Regions from separate parts of the Mus musculus genome. Here region 2 is linked to region 1. The links are chromatin contacts, called in public promoter capture Hi-C maps. All regions are on one chromosome and are shown on one strand. The core of a region is the stretch at or near the end of the contact, and the rest is flanking DNA. Distances in the headings are between cores, read along the strand shown. Region 1 overlaps Ngly1 (N-glycanase 1). Region 2 overlaps Top2b (topoisomerase (DNA) II beta).

Evidence for each region. Capture Hi-C pulls out chosen DNA fragments and counts their contacts.
Region 2: a promoter capture Hi-C map of adipose tissue shows a contact between it and region 1. The contact joins two enhancer-like sites. A contact is called at or near these places in 9 of 484 Hi-C or Micro-C datasets (the AtT-20 cell line, CD4 T cells, MC3T3-E1-derived osteoblasts and 4 more), 2 of 115 datasets of contacts at active chromatin or transcription factors (acute myeloid leukemia and fibro-adipogenic progenitors) and 3 of 9 other capture datasets (adipose tissue, liver and pancreatic islet).

Annotation. Positions count from the first base shown.
Region 1 is chr14:16,279,017-16,285,028 of GRCm38.p6, reverse strand. Ngly1 (N-glycanase 1) reads right to left here. Exons shown (of 12, transcript NM_021504.3): 6 at 4,215-4,336; 7 at 3,144-3,289; 8 at 1,556-1,666. Among named protein-coding and RNA genes, the nearest start is that of Ngly1, 33 kb to the right of the region's middle. Within about 2 kb of position 2,553, at least 8 of the 459 cell types and tissues checked have an H3K27ac peak or open chromatin away from gene starts, as enhancers often do. A contact at or near this core is called in adipose tissue, where this site is marked.
Region 2 is chr14:16,377,591-16,383,602 of GRCm38.p6, reverse strand. It overlaps Top2b (topoisomerase (DNA) II beta), which reads right to left. Exons shown (of 36, transcript NM_009409.2): 2 at 386-541. Among named protein-coding and RNA genes, the nearest start is that of Top2b, 15 kb to the right of the region's middle. Within about 2 kb of position 3,207, at least 116 of the 459 cell types and tissues checked have an H3K27ac peak or open chromatin away from gene starts, as enhancers often do. A contact at or near this core is called in adipose tissue, where this site is marked.

The DNA.
Region 1 (6,012 bases), core at 1,304-3,803:
TTGTTGAATAGCAATAGTTGAAACATTAAAATCATGTTCTACAAACATCATGGAAATATTTATAATTTTTCTCACTGTCCCTGAAATTAGCATTTTCTTAATATTTAACTTCAAAGAGATTTTGCTGTTTTGAAATTTTTCAAATATAATTACTGAAAAAAATAATTTCTCTCCTAGAAACATTGATAATCTTTTTAAAGTAAACTTATTGTTAGGCAATATACACAGATACATAATGCATTTTAAATACTCTCTCACTATGTCAGGTTGTATCATATAAGGGCTTTTGAATATAATTCTTAATGATTCATTTATAATATTTCATCCTCTTTTATTATGCTTAACTCCCAAAGAATATTTTATATGTTTTGAAACTATTTAGAATTCAACATTAGATATAGGATCCTCAGTTATAGATAGTATTAAATATTCCTTAATGATATTTTTAGGATATGAAAGGATATGAATATAAAAGATGAACAATTTTTATGTATTTTTTGATTCTCAAAATACTCAATATTATTAACATGTTTGATGTATAAAATACATTTAAATAATAAAAAATTAAGAATAAAAAAAGACACTGGTTTATTAAAATAGTCTTGGTAGAAAGATGTAATACTTTAGAAATTTCAATGGTGGATAAGAATTAGCTCACTTGGTAAACTGCCTAGAATGCCTAAGGCCCTGGGTTCCATTCTCTGAACTATATAAACTTGGGTGTGGCAGCTAGTTAACTGGAAGCGAGTAAGAGACTGCAGAGTTCTCAGCACATGGTGAACACCTGTATCACACCTCTTCCCTCAAGGCCTGGGGCGTCACCGAAGAAGAGGGGCAGAAAGTTTGTAAGAGCCACTTGTGGCTGACAGACTACAATTAACGTGCTTTCCAGACACAGCAGGGAAGCTGTACATGTAAAACTCACAGTAGTCATGGCAGCATGCACAAGACTTGTGCATACACTCAAGCTGGCAAAATCCCAGCACTGAAGCAGGGAGGTAGGGATGAAGTCCCACCATTATCTAGGGAGCTACTGGTAATTAATAATTGCTGGGGTGAAGACAGTTTTCCTGAAGGGTGTGACACCTGGTGTAGATCAAGCTCCAGGTCAGGCCTCACACCAAGAACAATCAGGAGGCAGAGGCAGGCGGATTTCTGAGTTCAAGGCCAGCCTGGTCTACAAAGTGAGTTCCAGGACAGCAAGGGCTATACAGAGAAACCCTGTCTTGAAAAAACCAAGAGTATTTGGGCAGCACACATTAGGACCAAAAAAAAAAAAAAATATGATATGTAGATGATATGTAGGTGGGGGTGAGGGAGGGAAGGTGAATCTGGGGATACTTGTGGGGTGGTAAATATCAAAATGTACTGTAGGAAATTGTTAAGGAATAAAGGTAATTTTTAAAAACTAGACATGCTGTTGCACATATTATCCTAGCACATGAGGTCAAGGATACATGAGATCTTTCTCAATAGGTAAATAAAGAGTTAAAACGGACTATTCCTGATATGTAAAATTTCAAATGTCCTCTTTAAAATGACAGCCACTACATACCTGCTTATTAAGCCCATTAATAGTTTCTCGAAGTAACTCTTCTTTAACCTTGGTCCTCCTGGACATCACCTCATCATGTTTACAAGAGTATCGCCAGGTGACATCAACTACCTGGAATCAGTTACAGAACACAACTATTTAACAAAAATCACAATGTTCCTTTAATTTTTTTAAAAAATAGCTTTATTTTTTAAATAGCTACAATGCAAGGAACTCTTACAAGTAACTAAGAAAAATATCCTGTGTTAGAATTTAAAAACCAGAGTTGAGGGTATTGTTCAATTAAAAAAAAGAAAGAAAGAAAGAAAAGCTGAGCATGATAGATTACGACCATAATCCAGGAATAAGGAGGCTGAGGCAGATCCGTGAGTTCAAGGCCAGCCTCACAAGCCATAGTAAAACTAAATGAAAGTGAAAGACATTGAAAAGAATATACTTTAATTTTTTTCAACAAAATAGTGATAAGTTAAAATATTTTCAGAATGTTAGATTTTCATATTGTAAAGAGGCTGCCATCGCAGAACTAAACAAATGAAACTTTACCCTCATTGCTGCATGACTACAGAAGCAAATTCTGACAGAGAGGACAAGTAAGGAGAGAAGCCCAGCCTCCTCAGCCATCTTGGGCAGGGCAGCTCAGTAATGTAGATGCTCAAAACAAGTCTCAACTAACTAAAACATAACACGCTCTAAGGAGAAAATAAGAGAAAATCAGTGTCAAGGAGCAGCAAAGCTTTCTTCCATATAATGTAAAAGCAAAATCTTTAAGAGAATTTGACTGATTTCTTTTCTTTTACCATTTAGAACACACGAGGCAAATATTAACAACACAAAATTCTAAAAACAACTTACATAAGAACTTAAAAAAAAAAAAGAAACCTCTAGACTCAGAAGAAAAGAGACACGGGTTTAGAAAATGAAACCTAGCTCATGCTCCAGGCAGGACACTGTGTCATTAGGGAAGCACACTTGGAAAGCACAACCATGCTCTCATTGGCAGGGCTGAACTTAAAAAAGTAAAGCCACAAGGCTAGTGTTAAGGAATGACAAGGACAGGAGTGGGTGGGTGGGTGGAGGAGCACCGTCACAGAGGCAGGGGAGGGGGGAATGGGATAGGGTGTTTCTGAAGGGGAGACCTGGAAAGGTGAAAACATTTTAAAAGTTAATAAAGAAAATATTCCCCCCACCACCGACTCAAAAAAAAAAAAAATAGTAAAGCCACACTAAACTTTGGCAAGGATATGGAGAAACTAGCAAATCTCATGTACTACTGGTAAGAAAATAAAATGGTGCCACTGCTTTGCAAAATAATCTGACAATGACCCAGCCATTCCACTCCTAGGCAACAAGAAAAAGCAAGTATATACCTGAATGTTTACAGCAGCTTAATTTAAGATTAAAAACTAACTCACCCACTATTCATCTATACGTAAATGGATACAAATATCCCTTGGACACCGACAGGGGACACACTGATTCCAATGACTTTATGGTGTTTACAAATGACAGAAGAAACAGCACCCTACCAATGTATGTGGCCCATATGTCAAGTACACTTTGAAGGTGTGCATTTTCTCTGATGTCCTACCTCATCTTTAGAGAATGCTATTATATAGGAAAGCTTCTTGCCCCATCCTATTTCATAAAGGAGGGGTTTGTCACAGACATCCTCACATGCATCACAGTGTAGCCACCGCTGCTGAGATGGAGAATAGACTTCTGTCCAAACATGGTCTACTCATGTGGGAGAAGAGAAAGAAAAGGGAAGTAGAAGTTAAGTTTATAAAACAAGAATGACTTCTAATAACTATAAGTAATCCTCTAAGAATCATATAATAAACTAACTTATAATACTTAACACCGAGTTAATTAGCAAGAACATTTTGTGGCACACATAATTATACAGTATTTGTATTTAAAATGTAGTCAGTTTAAGTCTTAACTAAAAATGATGTGTGCTGTGACTCTAAGGCAGGTAAAGCTTTCAGAAGAGCATCCGAACTAGTGGGCTGTGAAGGAATAAATGTGACTTCTGAAACAAGAACCTCTCCAGACCTGGTTATTCATGGTCTATATTTAGTTTTGAAATGGAGTCTCCTTAGTAGGCAAATGGATACCCAGGCTGGTTTCAATCCTCCTGCCTTAAACACCCTTGAGCGCTTGAGGCTCTATATTTGATTCTGAGAGAAGACTATCAGCTGAAGGTTTCATCTAATTCTAAAACAACAAGGGAAACAAGGAAAACCCTGGAACAGGGAAAGCGACTTTCAACACGAACCTGACATGAGTTTTTTTCTAAATGAAGAGCAAGTTTTCCTTAGTGTCTACAGAATGCAGTAGAGGCTTACTACATCAACTACAGCAATCCTTTAACATGATCTCTATAGCACGTTACTACACACATTCCCATCACACAGAACAAGGTACTGTTAATGTCACCGATAGGATAGAGTCCAGACACTGGGAATGGGGCAGCTGTGAGACAAATGTTACAGTCTTGAGATCTCCTGTGAGGCTGCTACTGCTGTTACCTTACAGAAGGTTAACAGAGAACTCAGGTGATATGAAAAAGAGAAAATGAGGGGCTCAGGCTGTAAACCTCAACTTCAAGTTTACAAAGCTCCTCTCTTCTGTCTCTTCTCTCCTTCTCACGCTGTACCTGTGTAATCCCACACATATCGAGCTTCAAACCCTAATGCACGGCAGCACAGAGTAAAACAATTGGCCCATTCACCACAGCGTCCACATCTTGTTTCCAAAAGTTTCTCGGGGTTGTTATATCTGTTTTAAAAAACAAAAAGACGAGAGCTGTGATTCATGATCAAAATCAAATTTTTAAAGAACTTAAATCACTTGTATGCTAAAACACCAATCATGACTTTTACTGTCTTATTTTAAAATACTGACTTAAAACACAGCCTATACAAGGTACTGTGCTAGTCTTTGTGAACCATGCTTAAAAGGTACAACTGTCTTCAATGAGTGTAGTTTACTATATGCAGTCAGTTTTAGTCTTAATTAAAAATGGGTGCTAACACTTCAAAGAAGGTAAATGCACTGATTAGCCTATTCATACTGCCACACTCAGAATCAGTATTACAAGCCATGTAACAGCTAAGATGTAGGAGAATGGCTGGACAGGGGAGTTTTCATCTTGACTGGATTCTAAAAATATTTAGATAGGCAGTTTTTCTAAAAACTGTGATTAAGATATTCAATGGTTCTCTTGCAAGTAAATAAGCTTGCTATGTAATTACCTTTAAAAATTACTCAATGGATTTTAGCTTGGGGCAGGGGCAGGGGCAGGGGCAGGGATTTAGGGTAGGATACTTGACTATCATACATGGAACTTCAGTTCAATTCCTATCACCAAAAAAGATGTACATGTATAATCCCAGGGCTTGGAAGGGAGGAGGAGACTAGGAATCCAAAGTCATTCAAGGCTAGCCTGTGCTATATGAGACACTGCTTCCAAACTTGAAAACCCAAATGAGGGCTGTGGGGATTAGGGATGGAGAGATGGCTCAGTGCTTAGGAACACTTGCTGTGGAAAAATAAGGAACTGATTTTGGATCCAGTACTCATGTAAAGAGCTGTGGGTGTGACCATGCATACTTGTAACCCCAATGCTGTGGGTGATGGAGGCAGGATTCTTGGGGCTTGGTAGACACCTGTCTCCCTGGAATAAGGTAGAGAATGGTTGACAAGACTTCATTCTCCCTGTGTGTAAACACAGCTGGACTCCTCACTCATATGCAGATATTTTAACTTAGTATAAGTTCCAGTTTTCTTTTTAATAATGACTTTTGATTAATTTCTGGACCCACTTAAAAATGCTTGCTAATTTACAAGCAAGATGTGTGCAGCATTCTCCCAAAAGTTATTTCAATTACAAATGTATCACAAGAATAGAGAGCACTGAGATTTTTACTCTGCACTGAGAAAAGCTGGTGTGTGTCTTGTGCTCTAGCTAGGCAGAAAGGCTAGCTCCAGACCCGGAAGAAAATGAATGAACTGGCTCTGCATTGAAAAGTCGGCTAAGCAGCTGCTTTGCTTAAGCTTAAGTGAATTCAGCATTCTAACTGAACAGGGATTCAAGGTTACATTAAGGCATATTAATGAACTGGAGCATTCTGGTCTTGGGCCAAGTCAAATGGAGTAGAGCAAGAGCAATTCCTCAGTGGTGAAGCACTGCACCAGCAAAGCAGAGGCCTCGAGGTCTAGCTCTGCTAACTAGAAAAACATAACAAAACACCTCCGCCCCACCCCCATGTGTTTATTCTCCAACTTTGCACAGACAACTAAAAGTAAAGCAGGAAATTATTATAAAATGACTTTGCATAAATACCATAAATAGCACTAATCTATACTATATTGTTAGTTTAATTCTGTTGCCTAGGGAAAAACAAACAAAAAGCCTTATAAGAGGGACTTAACTAGGTATGGTACTGTAAAGG
Region 2 (6,012 bases), core at 1,958-4,457, 98 kb before region 1:
CATAAATAAATCAGCTCTAGAAGGTATCACTATTGAAGTAAACCACAGCACACACTATGTTAAACTTTTAACCAATTCTTATGGCACCATTTTATTCTACACTTTTATATTCTGATGTCCTTATCTCCATAAGCAATGAACAGATTTCCAGTTCTCCTAGGTCTCTCTCAGGGTTCATCTTGGTTAGGTTTGTTTGGTTTTCTTGTTTGTGAGTTTCAGGCCCAGAGTCTCGCGCATTGTCTTAGCTCCTCTGTCCTTCTTAATCATGATCATAAACAGACATAAAGTCGCAGACTTACAAACTACATAACCATGCCTTTATTAAAATATTTAAAAAGAAGATATGCATATCCTCTAATCTCAATCAATTTTAGCAAGTAATTACCTGTGTCAGTGGCTCCACTGATCCAATGTATGTATCAGGACGAAGGAGAATGTGCTCCAGTTGGGTCTTCTTCTGGTACACTCTCTCAACAGACAACTTCTTAGTAGAGTCATTTTTGTTTGCTGTCTCCAACTCTTCCTTTTTTGTAGCATTGTTCTGTTAGAAAAATCATCTAAATTAAATTTAAATATCCTAAACCAAGGGGCAAACAAAAATGTATATGGAGACATGACCTGGGATCCATCTTTCAGTCTTACTAATGTTACCTATCACTAGCACTTAGACAACCTTATACTGATCAGAATTAGTAGAGCAGGTCCCAGCTCTCTAAGATATCAAGGTAATGTTTTGTGTTCCCCAAAACTTCCCAAAGGATTCACGTTGCTGTCAGGTTACAGAATCAGAATAAAAACTGAATGGCTCTGAGGGTCACACAAAATAGTCGATGTAGTTAATAAATACAATATGGCCAAGATTATCATGGTTAGAAAGTGCTCAGGTTGCTCATCTTAGTAGATCATGCCAGTTTCAGTTGAGGTTGACCTAATACTAAAGCATCTATAGATTCATTCCTCTGCCAGTTCCAATGATATAGAGCTAAGTAATGGTAACTATTTCTACAACATCTGAGAACCAAACCAAACTTCTAAGTCTAAAGACTCCCCCTTTTCTTCACAGCAACAGAGCATTTCCTTCTTAGATTAGTCAGCTTTGGGGAATGCTGACTAATATGGCATCTTATTAATAAAGGAAATTAGGATGGCCTATTTTCAGTTTCTTAATATAAACATAATATCATGTCATAAATTAAATCTTTAAAATGTCACTATATATGTTGCAAAATAAAAATCTATGCCTTTTGAGTAATCTAAACAAACATACCAAAATAGGACTTGTAACAGAAAAACCTTAGGGAATTCAAATATTAACTGTAATTTCTTAAGGTCATGAATTTATTTATATATATATATATAGGCACTTAATAATGTTTAAAATACTAATTTTACTGAATTTTGCTATAGTCATATTTTCTTTCATTTATATACTTATCTATTAATAGTGCTAATTCACTTAAAAATAGCTTTGTACAAAAGAAAATAATTCCATAAGGTTTCCATACTCTATTTCTGTCAAGAGTTTGATGATAAACTAAATGGCCAAAAAGATGAACTATTACAATGGTTTTTTTGTTTGTTTGTTTGTTTGGTTTTTGTTTTTTTTGGGGGGGGGTTGTTTTTTTGGTTTTTTTTTTTTTTTTTTTTTTGGTTTTTGAGACATGGTTTCTCTGTATAGCCCTGGCTGTCCTGGAACTCACTTTGTATACCAGGCTGACCTTGAACTCAGAAATCTGCCTGCCTCTGCCTCTGCCTCCCCAGTGTTAGAATTAAAGGCGTGCACTACCACGCCCGGCTTACGATGTTTATAGCAATAAACTATTTGTAAAATGCATACTGTGATGGGATTGTCAATCTAATGAAATGTAGAATAACCTAGAAGACAAAATTTGTGGATGTATCTGTGAGGATGTTTCAAGAACAGTTTAACAAAAATGGAAAAAAGCTACCCTGACTGTGAGCAGCTTATGTAAAGTAAATACACTAGGAGAAAACAAGGACATCACCAGCACTATGCTTCCTGAATGCACATGTAATATGATCAATCAGCTTGCAGTATGGCCTGGTCCCACAGTTAGAGCCACTCTCACACCTGTCTTCCCCTCTGAACTGCCCAGAGTTACCCCCATTTTGTCCTGGATTTAACTAACATCTCCCAACTGGGAACATTTTCATGTAGCTGCAGCTACCATTTTGGTGGTCCATTGTTTACAAGGTAATTATTGTCTGTTGTAATCAAATGAACTGGACCCTCCACTCTAATCTCTGTCCTCTTCAAGCTTTGTTCTCAGGTATTTTATCACAGCAAAGAGAGAAGTAATAACCTATACAGGTCCTCAGAATAGTTAGCACAAAGATCATAATCACTAAAATCATTCTCTAATTACTTTAAAATGTGAGACATATTAATTCAAAGGAAGGTAATTTTCTATCAATAACTTAGAAAGGCGTCTCAATGCATGTGACTATTGGCATAAAGGTTGCAAACCTATAACAAGCACATAGGGAAAAAAAACTTTCTCATCAAGTTTATAACTCTAAAACATACATCAAAATGAAAATATTTTCAATATTAAGTCAACCTGAAGTCAGTGTCTACATAATTTAGATTTTGAAATTTGCCTTAGGAGTTTTTGCTAAACTGCACTGATAACTGGAGATGGACAGCATCTCAAAACATTTTCAACAAGTTAACCACATTCCTGCACCTTCTTAACAAATGGTTGCCACCACCACCACCCTACCTTCTATCTACTCCCAAATGGATATAAGAGAAAAAGAGGTGAGAATCTAACCTATCAAGTTCAAAGAATTAAACCTTAAAAATCAGAACACATAGTTTAATGTCAACAAGACTGAAGTTTAGGAAACCCCAAACCCCCTTCCCTACTGAAACACAGACTAAACTGTAATAAATGAATCACTCGTCCTTGTAAGAAATCCAGAGACTGCTTAAGAGGTCCTGTCTCTTGAGTGAAAAATACAAAACCACATCCACGCCCAGGAGCCCTCTCTGCAAGGCAGGACGGGAGGAAATGCAACTTCTTTCCCAGAGTTTTCCCTTCAAAGGGAAAGTAGAAGTGCTACCACAGGGACTGTTTGCTGTCTTTCTTGAATCTAGCACTGGCAACAGTAGCTGAACTGAGAACAAAGGAAATCAAAATGATTTAGTCCAGCACCCAGAGTCTGTAGTTCTAAGGATAGACATTAGGTGGAGCTCTAGTACCATGGCTTATTACAGTGTGTGTGAGAGGACACAGTAGGGCAGAGGAGTTGCCCAGACTGTTCCCTAAATAAAGATACAGACAATGCTCTTCCATGAACAAGCCCAGAGACGCTACACCCCTAGAAATGGCTTGCAAAGTCTCGTGACTCTCTGAATGGACTAACTAGCTGCAGAAACCACCCAGACTAGAACCAGACTGTTAAGAAGAGCTAACCCTGAGAGAAAGCAACACAAATAAATAAAAGGGGAAGCACACACACACACACACACACACACACACACACACACACACACAAAACCTTCCAAGGGATAGACTTAAATCTCCATGGGCTGTGGGTGCTCCCATCTGTAATCCTAGAACTTGAGAAATTAAGGCAGAAGGACTGCTATAAATAAAGTTTAGACTAGGCTTAGAGAAGATGTTGAGGGGAGGGGAGAAGAGTGGAGGGAAAGGAGGGGAGGGGACAGGAGAAGACAGGAGAGAAAGAGAAAAGGAAAAAATAATGGTAACAAGAAGATAAAGGAAAGGGAGAGATGGAGGTAAGAAGCAGCTCAGGGAACTGTCCAGATACACAACAAAACCAGAAAATCAGCAAAATAGTAAACAAAATGAGATAAACAGAAAATAAATGAAAAGACTCAAACATTGTTACTAAAACTGAAGAATAACTTAAAATATATGAAGACTCAACTTGGCCAATCACAAGAAAAAATAGTAACTATGAAGAAAGAAATGACAATGACAAAGGAACCACCAAAGAAAGAATTAAGAAAAATTAAAAGAACTTGACTCACAGGCTATCATCAGTCAAACAGAATGTTACACAATGTCTAAAGGAGAAGATAAAAATAGGAAGAACTTTCCAAATATGAGGAGAGAAATTGACAAATTTAAGAAGTTCACAGTCAAGCAAGCACAAACCTAAGGAACCTGTACTAAGATACATAATCAAACTGCCAACGCCATGGATAAGCCATAGGCCCATCCAGGGGGCAATGAGTTCAATTCCCAATCTCATAAAAAAAAAAGTCACGAGGGAGAGAATCCTGACAGCAATACAAGAAAACAATTCTCATATACTAAGGAGTTCTATTAGTTTCCCATCAGTTACTGCACAGATACAGACTAAAACGTTTTTTGTAAACTATTTAAGAATCAAAGAAGAAATCATAAAATAACTTAGGAAATATATGGGGATAAATAAAAGCAAAAAAAAAAAAAAAAGACGTCAAAACTTACAGGATCAAGACAAAGTGGTACCACATTTAAATTTTTAAAATGAAGATGCTGAACCAATAGCATACATTAAGAAACTATGCATAGAACTAAATCTAAAATTAATAGACAGGAGTCTATTAAGATTCAAGTCCCTCAGCCTTACTGTTGCCTCCCTTACAGAAGTTCCTTTGGCATGAGAATAAATTGGAAAAGAGAATGCTTACTAAAAAAAAAAAAAAAAAAGAGTCATCAAATAATATACACTATATACAATTAATACACTGCCTAAAATTCCAGAGGAGAAAGATCAACCAAAGGCCAAGTAACTAGTCATGTAGAGTGTACACATGATGGCTGTAGGAGCAGAAATGAGGAATGCCAGTGACTGAAGTGTTCATACAAGTAGTTAGACTGTATGCTACCTATCATACTTTATCTAGGACTTCATTACCATCTAATCACCAAGACCACTTCTGAGAGACTTGCCTCATTTGTAACCAAAATGGTCCCTGTTCGTTCTACCTGGACCTGAGGCAACTTAAACTAGGTTTGTCCTCAGTTGCAGCCAAGTGTAACATATGTACAATAAATCATGTCATTTTGACATCTCAGAGGAAAGATTTTTTTTAGATGCTTAAAGTCAATGAAAGCAAGAGTTGTGGTTTTTTGTTTTTTAAAATCAACAAAATACACAAATGTTTTTTATGGTTTAAGTGTGCAATTATCTCACACAGGCTCATGTTTCAAATGACAGTTCTCAAGCTACTAGTATTATATTGGGAGGATGTAGAACCTTGAGGAGGTGGGTACTAGCCTGCATAAACAGGTCAGTAGAAGCAGGCCACTAAAGGCTACACTTATTGGTACTAACCTCAGCCCTGAGAATGATTCTGTCACATACTCTGTGCGCCTCCCTGCTATAAAAGACTGAAATTTCTTAAAACCGTGAACCAAAGTAAATCTCCTCCGTGAAGCCGTTTCTGTCAGGTATTTTGGTCACAGCAATGCAAAAGTAACTCACTCTGAAACTGGAACCAGAGAAGCACAGTCACTGCTGTGTTTAAACCTGAATCTGGCTTAGTCTTGTTGAGCTGATTTATGGGAGCAAATTGCAAGAGGTTTGCTATGTAAACTAGAGAAATCCCAAAATGCTATAAGCAGAGCTTAATGGATACTTCAAGTAGAAGTTCAAAAAGATCAGAATGATAATAGAAAAGTAGACAGTGAAGTCTGAAACCAAAGTTTCAGGTGCAAACAAGGACTCTGTTGGAAATTGTAACCATTCCTGTTACAACTGGCAAAGAATTTCTGCATATTTTGCAGCATCCTGGTGTTGTAGACTGCTGCTTGTTTGTTATGCTCCCTCAGGAGTGCCCATATTCAGGTGTAGTCAGGTGAAATCTTAATTAGTCAGATAAGGCTTGAGCCTGTAATTGGGCAGTGGAAGGGAAGGTGGAGCTGAAAGTTTTAGAGAGGGGACAGAGAGACAGAGAGGAGGAAGATGGAGACAAGATGGAACCTAAAGAAGATGAACCAGATCTAAGTGGCCTAAAGAGCCACAGATAGT